Regions from separate parts of the Mus musculus genome. Here region 1 is linked to region 2. A link is a contact called in public Hi-C data. All regions are on one chromosome and are shown on one strand. The core of a region is the stretch at or near the end of the contact, and the rest is flanking DNA. Distances in the headings are between cores, read along the strand shown. Region 1 has its middle 17 kb from the start of Gm36408. Region 2 has its middle 9.7 kb from the start of Tnip3.

The links. Hi-C and Micro-C count contacts between places; a contact is called where the count stands out from the background.
Region 1: a Hi-C map of the G1E-ER4 cell line shows a contact between it and region 2, with 2.8 times the contacts expected there. The contact joins two enhancer-like sites. A contact is called at or near these places in 9 of 39 promoter capture datasets (the 3T3-L1 cell line, cranial neural crest, frontonasal cranial neural crest and 4 more) and 2 of 484 Hi-C or Micro-C datasets (the G1E-ER4 cell line and pre-megakaryocyte-erythroid progenitors).

Annotation. Positions count from the first base shown.
Region 1 is chr6:66,286,215-66,292,103 of GRCm38.p6, forward strand. No RefSeq gene overlaps it. Among named protein-coding and RNA genes, the nearest start is that of Gm36408, 17 kb to the left of the region's middle. Within about 2 kb of position 2,752, at least 2 of the 459 cell types and tissues checked have an H3K27ac peak or open chromatin away from gene starts, as enhancers often do. A contact at or near this core is called in the G1E-ER4 cell line, where this site is marked.
Region 2 is chr6:65,577,573-65,583,792 of GRCm38.p6, forward strand. No RefSeq gene overlaps it. Among named protein-coding and RNA genes, the nearest start is that of Tnip3, 9.7 kb to the right of the region's middle. Within about 2 kb of position 1,374, at least 19 of the 459 cell types and tissues checked have an H3K27ac peak or open chromatin away from gene starts, as enhancers often do. A contact at or near this core is called in the G1E-ER4 cell line, where this site is marked.

The DNA of each region.
Region 1 (5,889 bases), core at 1,502-4,001, 710 kb after region 2:
CAATACCACTGTAAATACAGCTGCTGAACAGAACTATGAAAATGCATACATTCTCTTCAATGTTGCTTACCAGAAAAAGTTCTAACATTGTTATACATTGCTTTCCCCTTGTCTTGGCTATTTGGGTCTTCTTCAAATGTCGTTTATGATTAAACAGCCACATACAATTAGCTGTCTTATTTTCACCTAAATGAACCAAAGCTGCAATGATAAACACATCAGCAGGCCCAGGGGTGGCAAATGCTGAGGCTATTCTAAATTAGTTGTTTACTTATATTTGTAATTATGGGCTGCAATACAGCCAGTTTGGCCCTCATACTTCCTCTTTAAAATACTGACAAAAATGTAAGGAAAAATTTAAAGGTATACTTTCAGCTATCTGCCTTTATTGTCTGGGTCAGTACAGTTCAAATATGAAATGCATCATTGTGGGCAGGTGACTGTGCACAATGAGCTCCTGAATGAAATGCACAAAACACCGAGATCCAGAGGGCCAAGGTAATTTTGAACTATGGCTAATTTATACATGCTGCTTCCCTATGTTATAAACATGGTCAATGCTGCATGTCATTGCCTTTATATTTGGTATGACTTCTCTTTTTTGTGGCTGTGTTGTATTGACATTCTTCAACAGATCAAGAGTAATACTGAGAGAGGCTGTTCCATAGAGACTAAGACTAAGGCATTATCTACCTGTCTTGTTCTTGCAATGACTAAACCAACTCAAAAAAGGAAAAAAAAATATTTTGCTATATATTCCATAGTTATAGGGAAGGTATAAGGGCAAGAGCTTGAGACAGTTGGTCCCATGTCACATTTGCATACCATCAGGAAGCAGAGAGCATTGCATGTTGTGCTCAGCCAGTTTTCTCTGGGGATCCCAGCCTGTGAAATGGCATTACCCATACTCAGTATGGGTCTTGCTGCCCCAGTTAACCAATGTACACAGACTCTCACAGGTATATCCAGATGGTAACCTAATCTAGACAGTCTCTCAAAATGCATGCATAGAGGATTGCCTCTTAGGTCATCCTAAATCTTGTAAAGTTCACAATATTAACCAGCATCCTTACTCTTGCAAGACTGTCCTTAATTTGTTCCTTTCTCCACAACGTATTTCAGTACATCTTACCCCATAATTATTGAGTCTAATTATGAAAAGACAACAGAGTGAAATGCAAATCAGTTGATATAAGAAAATTTTTTTCAGCAAGAAGAAAAGTAACAATAGATCTTCAGTACCCACTAGAGGCACTGCATTGTTACTCTGAGAAGCTGCATCATCAATGGTTAGGATAAAGTGGTATTCCCCCAAATTTGATGAAGAAAAGGCACTACCACTCTCCCCTTAAAAAGAGAGAGAGAGAGAGAGAGAGAGAGAGAGAGAGAGAGAGAGAGAGAGAGAGAGAGAGAGAATAAGATAATATGAAAAATTTGAAGACCAGAAAATTGAAGTGCCACATAGAATAATTCTAAAGAAAGTCCAGACTCCAGGGGAACAACCACAAGGCATTCTCAGTAATATGCATTCAAGGTAAATTCTGTACATCCAGCCCCCACTTAGCCTTCTTCAAGTTACTCACACAGTTGGAGCATTGCCACAGCCTCATACCATCTGTTCAGAAGCTCTATGTGAGACATAGTTAGCTTTGCTTTCAACAACTTAGTATGTAGAGATACCCTAGTGAGTTACCAATCACTACAGTGAAGTTCCAAGATAAACCTGTGCATTCCCTTGTTTCTTCATGTCCATGATGGTGTGCTGAGGAAGAGAAAACTGACAACAGAAGAGACAAAAACATTCCTAGGCTGGGGACAGACCTGATCATACAGAGCGAGGGTTCATTGTTGTTAGGTCTCAGGTTCTCCATAGATAAATGAGTTCAAGCTGGACTGTAGAAGGATTTCTGTCAGGTTACAAAGCCAGCACATGTCAGGAACTCATGAAACCAGTACCTGTCTACCAGAAGTCAATTCCCCTACATATCGCCAAGGGTCACATAACTACCTGTAGCACTATGAGCAGATCAAAGCCCGTGCTTTGCCTCCATGCTCCCTCAGTATCACAAGTTCCTGAAAAAGATTTCAAAGTCCATGCTAAGGACTGAAGAGATGGCTCGGCAGTTAAGAGGGTTATCTGCTCTTCCAGAGGTCCTGAGTTCCATTCCCAGCAACCACATGGTGGCTCACAACCATCTGTAATGTGCTCTGATGCCATCTTCTAGTGTGTAGATGTACATGCAGATAGAACATTCATATACATAAAATAAATACATGAATCTAAGTCCATGCTAGTACTCTGGCCCTTTCACCTTAGATCTGAGCCACTCCTATGCTTGCTGTTCTCATTCATTCCTCTCTTTTGATCTCATCTTGCTGTCTTCTGGCTCTCCTGCTGTGTTCTATTCTCTCTCTCTCTCTCTCTCTCTCTCTCTCTCTCTCTCTCTCTCTCTCTCTCTCTCTCTCTCATATACATACATATATATATATATATATATATATATATATATATATATATATATATATATACCCCGTCTTCCTGCTATTCTCGATCTCTTGCTCTCCCCACTGTTGTCTCCCACTGTACCATCTCACATCCTCTCCACCCTCTCACCTCTCTTGTACATATCCCTGGCCATGTCCAGTCTGTTTCTTTTATCCTGCTTTGGACACATCTTGATACCTCTGGATATTTACTCCTTCTTATTCAAAATAAAAACCCTTCCCCTTAATGATGGAGCACGCACATCAGGAGTTCCTTTACTGCATGCACCCCACCACTCTTGCATTCAACTGTTTCCTAAGAAAAACACAAGATTCAAATTCAAAAAGACTCAGAAGTAACAATATTCAGGATAAATTTTGAAATTAAACATGGAAAAAGTACTCCCTCAAAAATTTTAAAGGTTTCATAAGCCATTAAAGAAAGGCAGGACACTTCCAAGCAAATGCACCTAGACCATTCCTTAACACAACAATTCTCTTAACTCTAACCCATGATATTCCAAAAGCTTTTTTTATGCCATTATATGTTTGTGCATCTCATTTTTAAACAACAACTCTAACTGCCTGTCCTCTGCCTGTACCTCAGGGGTTGGCCTGAAATTCAGATTCCATCTGATAACAGTGTTATCTTTTTGGGTTGGTCGAAGTGAGTAATCTGCTGAGTTAATAGATTATGAAAGGGTTTTATCTATTGGTCACAGATGTTAGTTAAGCACTCTAGAAGTGTAACATAATAGTTCACGTCCCATGCCCCACCTGCCACTAAGAATATATCCTCAAGAAGTAAGCAACGTGAAAAAGATGGTGTGGAAGCAGTGAGAAGTTTTAGTGAACATACCACATGTAACATGCATTTCTCCCCAAATAAAACACATAATACATAGTAAAGTTTATAGGACATATTTTACTTTAGAATATATATTTTGCTCTTTCTATTTTAGTATATAAATTTGTAACATTTTTGATAGACACATATTTATTGACTTAATGAACCATAACTTTTAGCACTCTACCATTATAATTTTTAAAACTATCCTAAGTTTTCTATTTTAGAAGACATTTTTTGTCAAGAACCCTGTGGGTTATGAGACTTACACTACCTATAAGTTAAGTTAAGCTAGCCTAAGTTTTCTGGATGCTGATAAAAGACAGAAGCCTCCTGGGTCAGAGACAATGGTTTCTGTTGTTTAGAACACAGCAGGAAAAAAGAACTTTGTCTTCATGTCAGTTTCTCTACCCCTCTGAGTCCCAGAACACATTGGTCAAGTATATGCTGGGAAGGCAATGAGTTTATGTTAAAAATAGGGCACCCCAAGATTAGAGAAACCTAATTTTTTATAATTGTACAAATTTTCCTCTAGAGGGCTATGTAGCGCTCTCTATCTCTGTCTCTCTCTGTCTCTGTCTCTCTCTCTTTTCTCTTTCTCTCATCTCTCTCTCTTACTCTGCCTCGGTCTTTCTCCCTCTCTGTCTCTCTGTCTCTGTCTCTTGTGTTTGTGTGTGAATATGTATGTGTGGTTGCTGTGTTTATGTCTCTCTCTCTCTCTCTCTCTCTCTCTCTGTGTGTGTGTGTGTGTGTGTGTGTGTGTGTGTGTGTGTAGTTGCTGTGTGAATGTACTGGTAAACTTACCCTCATGGATGAGTGGGAAACACACAGGTCAACATTAGGTATATTTCTTTATTAATCTGCCGTAAATTTTGAAACAGGACCTCTCATTAACTTGGAGCTCACAATCTCATCTACACTAGTTATCAGCAAGCCACTGGGATTCACCTGTCTCTGAACCCCTCTGCAGCACTGGGGTAAGAGACAGGCCCCGCTGTGCCCAGCTTGTACATGGCTTCTGGAGATCTGAGTTCAGGTCCTCTTGCTTACATAGCCAGCACTTTACCGACGTTGCCATCTACCAAGTCTTGTTTCTCAAATCTTTTAGGCAGCAAACTCCTCCCCTAATGCAGAAAGAAACACACTGTCTGCCTCTTCATGCTATGCCCACATGAAGAACACTGCAGAACAAGAGGCTGCCCAGGATGCTACTCTCAACGTGTGCAGAAGCATAAGAGATTCAAAACTGTCTTCCTATACTTGCAGAGTGTCATTCAGGCCCTCAGGGCTTCCCCAGTTATTATGTATTTGATTAATATACTTCCATTTTGTACCTTGGGGTGTGATAGTATATTGAAAAGACAATGAGGATTTGTATAAAGCACAAGTCAACTCTAATATTGATTTATTGATGTGTTTAGAGAGCAATCTGAATGGATATTCTTCAGTTGCTAATAATTCCTGTTTTTATCTGTAGGATTTTGACTAAGCCAAATTTAAATTTACCTTTCTACATAGCTGTAACATTGTTATTATATAAAACAATACACCATTGTAACCTACATGAGTATACTTTTTAGATAGCTATTTAGCAATCCTTTATTTTTGAAAAAAACTTTTCTAGCAGTTAAATAATTGTCATTTTCAGCAAGGGTGAGCTATAACCCAGCACGGCTTCAAATTATCAAAACAGTTCCTAAGTAACATCAAAGTAAGTCTCCTGGGAGCATGCAGTGACAAAACCCGGTCACTGACCGATCTACTAAGCGCATGCACTTGTGATGAAATAAAACGAATCCTTCTACGCTAAGGGAAATTGCACACCACTGGGTAAAGTGTCTTGTTTATTTGTAAACAGCCATGTTTAGCTAAACCTGCTATCTTCACCAGTCCTCTTTACCAGCTTAATTCACTCTTGATGTCACTCAAAGACGACTTTCTGGTTGTATCTGGACACACTGATGTCTCGATTTTCTTGACAATTTGAAATAGAACATGTTCATAAGATGCGATATGAATTCAGGGGCATAGAAATATTTGACCTCTTAAGAAAACAGGGCTGGGATAAATTTACCAAAGCTTGAATTATTATGAAAAAGAAAAGCTGGCCCCTGGGACCCAGAAACCACGAAGATACACTCTGATTGGAAACTTTGACAGAGTCAGCTAGGTGAGAGCAGTGACCACAGCATTCCTCCCAAAACACTGGATCGTGCAAGTACTGCTAGACCACAATGGAAGCTATTTCCCACAGAGCCCTCCATGTGCTTATTTTGGTGAAGACACTAAACTGTAAGTCAGGAATCATATAATTCTCCACAGAAGCACAGAGAGCAAGAAACCCCAAGGAATTCTAACTATTCCCTAAAATTTGACAAGCCATACAAATCCATTCATTCAAAACTATGTGCCCAGGGCCAGCAATGAGCAAGGAACTTGAGATCCCAGTAATCAAGCAGGGGATGATGAGCAGTGCCTTTCTTATGAAGTCCTCGGACTGTATATCCTATTGTGGGGAGGGAATATAAGAAGGAGGATATGTAGTTTTGTTATCTTCT
Region 2 (6,220 bases), core at 124-2,623:
TACTGCTGTGTAAGTAGAGATAATAAGCTCCTGCTTGGGATGTGGTAGATGGCTTTTAGGGATGCCTCATAAAACACAGAGGACTACGCAGATCTGGACAATCCTCAATTTAGAACTCATCTCTAACAATCATTTCGAAGATCCAACGTACTTTTGCATTCATGGCTGCTGTTGAAAAATGAATATAGAAGATTTTGATCAAAGTAATTTTAGTTCTTATCAGTAAAGTAGCACACAGAAGGCTATAAAAATTCAAGACAAATATTTTGTGTAGAGCAAATGGGGACTAGATGACCCTAAAGAACATATATTGCCATAGAAAAATTGCAACAATAAATTCACATGCTTTTTTTCTTAAGAAATATCTCAGAATTCTACAAGCTTCAGCCATCACTAAACACAGACATAGACACTATAAGACTCCTACCTTGAAAATGCATCACTGTTAGGGAGCACATTTCAGGATCTCTCTCTCTCTCTCTCTCTCTCTCTCTCTCACACACACACACACACACACACACACACACACACACACACACATACACACACACACCTGTATTACTAAATTATTATTACTCCTAAATCTCTTTGGTTCATGTCACTGAAAGGAGGGATGTTATTTCTTGTTTAAGCCACCCTTCCTGAAAAGCCTGGCTATTTTAAAAGTTATCAGTGAGCCTCTGGCAGCGGTTAGAATGCTTAAAATAGCCCCCTCTAGTTTCTTGCCTATTCAGCTATCAGAGCATTATTCTTCCTTAACCGAAAAGATGTGCTCTTTCTCCTCTAATGCTTATCTAATCTCAGAAGGAAATGTGCTAGGGACTACTGACATCTCCATAATAATCTTGGCCTGTGTTCTCTTACCACACAGTGCTAGGCTCCTAACTAACTTTCTCATTGTTCTGTGCATTTGCTTCCATGGATCCTGCTTCGTAGGAAAACCCTCTTCTGTCTTTATACATCACAGGGTATCAAGTTCTAACCACTGTGTGGGCTTAATGGGAACTTGTTGAAGGGCTGATGTTTTCTAACTTCTCTGTGGCCCATGAGTGAATGGCATCTGCAGAGACTATAAGAAGGAAACTGTGGGGTTTAAAGAAATTGAAGGAGCTGTGAATCAGCCGTTGAAAAACAAGAAAACAGAAGAGGCAAATAAGATCCGGAAGAGCACATTGTGAAAATCATCACTGTAAGATTAATTGCTAAACAGTACTGCTCCCGTGTGGCCACACTCTACCTCCACATGCCAACTTGAAATACGTTTATCTTCCCACTCTTTCAAAGTTTAGCTGAGCCTACTGACCTCACCATCGAAACCCACAGCACAAAATTAGTAGCTTCTAGTTGGGTGGTAGTAATGCATTCCTTTAATCCCATGCAGGAGCAGGTAGATCTCTGAGTCTGAGGCCAGCCCAGCTTACAGAGTAAGTTCTTGGACAACCAGGGCTGCACAGAGAAGCCGTCTTGAAAATCCAAAAACAAACAGACAAAAACCTTTACAAACAAACAAAGAAAGCTTCTACCTTTGCAAATGTAGTTGACATTTGTACATTTCTGCTCATCCGTCCTCTCGCTTTCAATCCACACTACCCAGAATTCAATGTTCTTCTAATGTGTTACACACGGATATCTACAGTCTTCTCATACACTTTGTTTCTCTGGTCCTTTTCTTTTCATTTTTCTTCATATTGTTTCCTTTAGTCACCTCCTTGAGCCTATAATATGACTCAAGAGTGTGTCTACAATTCTTAGCTCATGAAACTGTAAGACACACATGCCTCCTACATATGGACTTGGAAATTGTGGGTGTGTGCCACTGGTGTGAAAGTACCTATTGGTATTGCCTTAGCCGACAGTGTGAACCTGGGAGAACGGAGCCTAAAATGAAGTGGATAGAAGTGCATGTGCAACATACATCTTTATTTGGGGCATCAGGCAATTTATATGCTGAGGGCATTCTGAGGGTTAGGCAAAATCATATGGGCAAAGTTCACTTGAGGTCACAAGGGCAAGGTCACATCCAGTTGTTCTCAACCTGTGGATCATGACACTTTGGGCATCAAATGACACGTTCACAGGGTCACCTAAGACCATCAGAAAACATAATAGCATTCATAACAGTAACAAATTTACAGTTATGAAGTAGCAACAAAGGATCATGAGGAACTGTATTAAAGGGTCACAATATTAGGAAGGTGAGAACCAATGGTTAGGCCATATACAGTCACAGACCAACTCCTGCTTGGAAAGATCACTTTGAATAATAATGTGTAATCTAAAGTAAACCGACTCCTTTATTACACCTGGAAAGGGCACAACCCATGTTATGAAGAAACAGAGATTAACAAGAGTTTTGCCTTGTTTCTTTGGAGTTATTCCACAAGTTCTCAAAAAGTCCCCTCAAGCAGGTTCACTCACGGACCATGTTCTGGTGGCCAACGAACTCCCCAGGGATTAGATCACCTGGAGACGGCAGGACAGGAAGTGGTGAGTGAGTGCTGAGAAACGAACTCAGGTACTCTGGAAGAACGCCAACTCTCTTACCTCAAATTTGGAGTTTCTAGATATATGCACTTATTTTGTGAATGGAAATAATTTTTTTCCACACAATATATTCTGATATCTCCTTTCAGATTCCCCCAGATCCTTCCCCTCCAAGTCCATGTCTCTTTCGTTAGAAAACAGGCAAATATAGAAACAATCAATCCAGAATAAAACAAAACAAACAAAGGGAAAGAAACAAAGGGAAAACATTAGAAACACAAGTGCAGCAACAAAACCCATAACCCCTCAAAGCCAAAAACCATAATATAAGCAAAAGACAAGCAAGGTTTACAAAACAATACCCAAATTGGGCATTACGCTGCCACAGTCTCTGTGAATTCATATGTACACCAGTCCTGCAATGTGCAGAGGTACTGTTTCCTCACTGCCTTCTATCACCTCTGTCTTCTACAGTCTACCACTACCATGACCTAGTGATACTTCATTTGGTGTGAAGGCTCTAGTTAAGCCACACCTTAAATTCCCCATATTCAACAAGATATGTTCCCAGTGATAGGGTCTTACCATCAGTTTGGGGGGGAAACCAATAGCCGTAGCAATAGTGTGAGTTGTTTGAGGTTGCCCCTTGGTCAATAACTTAATTATATGTAACTCATTTTGGGGTTTGGAGTTTTCATTTGATGGGGAAAGAAATCTAGTCAGGGTTTCATTCTCTTGTTATTTGGTGATTCTATTTACATTTCTTTCATATATAATTTTTTTTGAGAATTCCTACTGCAGTAGGTTTTTTTTTTAAAGATTTTTTTTCCAGTTTTTATTAGGTATTTAGCTCATTTACATTTCCAATGCTATACCAAAAGTCCCCCATACCCACCCACCCCCACTCCCCTACCCACCCACTTCCCCTTTTTGGCCCTGGCGTTCCCCTGTACTGGGGCATATAAAGTTTGCGTGTCCAATGGGCCTCTCTTTCCAGTGATGGCCGACTAGGCCATCTTTTGATACATATGCAGCTAGAGTCAAGAGCTCCGGGGTACTGGTTAGTTCATAATGTTGTTCCACCTATAGGGTTGCAGATCCCTTTATCTCCTTGGGTACTTTCTCTAGCTCCTCCATTGGGAGCCCTGTGATCCATCCATTAGCTGATTGTGAGCATCTACTTCTGTGTTTGCTAGGCCCCGGCATAGTCTCACAAGAGACAGCTACATCTGGGTCCTTTCGATAAAATCTTGCTAGTGTATGCAATGGTGTCAGCATTTGGATGCTGATTATGGGGTAGGATCCCTGGATATGGCAGTCTCTACATGGTCCATCCTTTCATCTCAGCTCCAAACTTTGTCTCTGTAACTCCTTCCATGGGTGTTTTGTTCCCACTTCTAAGGAGGGGCATAGTGTCCACACTTCAGTCTTCATTTTTCTTGAGTTTCATGTGTTTAGGAAATTGTATCTTATATCGTGGGTATCCTAGGTTTTGGGCTAATATCCACTTATCAGTGAGTACATATTGTGTGAGTTCCTTTGTGAATGTGTTACCTCACTCAGGATGATGCCCTCCAGGTTTATCCATTTGCCTAGGAATTTCATAAATTCATTCTTTTTAATAGCTGAGTAGTACTCCATTGTGTAGATGTACCACATTTTCTGTATCCATTCCTCTGTTGAGGGGCATCTAGGTTCTTTCCAGCTTCTGGCTATTATAAATAAGGCTGCTATGAACATAGTGGAGCATGTGTCCTTCTTACCATCTTCTGGATATATGCCCAGGAGAGGTATTGCTGGATCCTCCGGTAGTACTATGTCCAATTTTCGGAGGAACCGCCAACTGATTTCCAGAGTGGTTGTACAAGGCCTGCAGTAGGTTTCTATTATGACCCCTCAAATGGAGCTTAGTGTTAGCTGTCCCTCCCTATAGTCCATTTTTTTCTCCCCTTTCCCTCCCTCTCTCTGTTTACTCTTCTGTTCCAGTCCACCTCCCTGTCTCTCCCTAACTATATATTCTATTTCCTCTTCCTTGGGAGATCCTTTCCTCCCTCCTAGTCCCTTAATCTATTCCTAACCTCTGTGGATATACCTATTGAAGACTTAAAAGCTTATAATAGAACACACACACACGAACACACACACACAAACACACACACACACACACACACACTCACTCACGTTTTCTTTTGAGTTGGGTTACCTCCTGACTCAAGATGATTTTTTTTAGGTCTATCCTCTTCCCTTTGGATTTTATGATATCTTTTTTGGCCTTCCCTTTACAGCTGAGCCCTTGAAGTTTGAAAGCTGTTTTCCTTCACCTGCAGCAGAGAGGGAAGTATTTCCATGATGCAGAAAGTCCTCTGCATGCATTAAAGGAAAGATCTAATGTTTATTTATAGTTACTTCGACATCTATAATGAGAATCGGGGCCATCTTTATCTTTGTTTTACTAATAAAAATATTAAGCTCCAGAAATAATTTAAAGCATTGCCAAAGTCTACAAAATTATATAGTACCAAGGGTGTAAAATCACTCATGGGCATTTCCCCCACAATACATTGTTGCAGTCTGCATATTCTTCTACCTCTCAAAATATGCTTGTTCTGCCACTTCTCAAAAAGTCACTCCATAATCCTCTAGTGGGCTGTAAGATTTCATATACTGCATCTTTTCTTCCGGAAGCCTGTAGTGGTGAATTAGTTAAACCACTTTGGCTTAAGTGCTCACCCTCCCAAGAGCTCACGAGATTTACGAATGAAAGACACAAATATGCCCACTAATTTTGATGCGCCTTGACTACTAATTCAATGGCTGGGCATTTCTAATCCTCCCCGTGACTAGCATACATTCTCCCCTCCAACTTTCCTGGTCAACTTGCTAAATCCACATTTCATCTCTGCTACCCAGATCCAAACAGGGGGCATGGCCACTAGGACCATTTTCTCTGGATTCTTATATGGCTGGTTGCTTTCTTTCCTGAGCTCTTTCATCTGATCCTTCTGCCTTATGGTGATTCTCAGTCTTTCCTTTCTTTCCCAGTGTCTCGCCTGTGCAATCTAAAAGTCCTGTCTCCATCTCTCTGCCCAGCCATTGGCTGTATGGCAATTCTTTATTATCAGTGAAGCCAGCTGGGGGCAGAGACTCTCAGATCAGGAAGTTCAGCTTTTTGGTAGCCGAGATAAGAAAAACCATTACAACCAATCCCCCAACAGAATCCCTGTATATTTGCCTACTGAATGAACTGTTCTGTCCCTGTTCAGATCATTCACAAAACCTATTGCCATGTACATGCTCCCGTACAGTGTGAGTCCCTCCCTTCTTCGGTGTAAACATCTGCCTTCTTTATACTTCATTCATAAGTGTTATTACTTTAGTTCTAGGGTCATACATGAATAAACTTATGTTCTCTACTAGTCATGAAATTTTTATTTGTTATGTTCAATCTTTTTTAATTTTGTAAATATGTGTACATATATTTGATATACATATGCCAAGACAAGTTTTGTGGAGATAAGAGGACAACTGGAAAGAGTTGTTCTCTCCTTCTACCATGTTAGTTTCAGAAATCAAGTTCAGGTCATCAGACTTGTTGACACACATCTTTACCCACTGAGCCATCCCACTGGTTGGTCACAGGTTTTTAGAAAGTTAAGTTGTTTAGAATCATACAAACTATATCACAATGGGGATTTCCCTAAAAGATATCAGCAATAAACAGTTTGTTCAATGACAT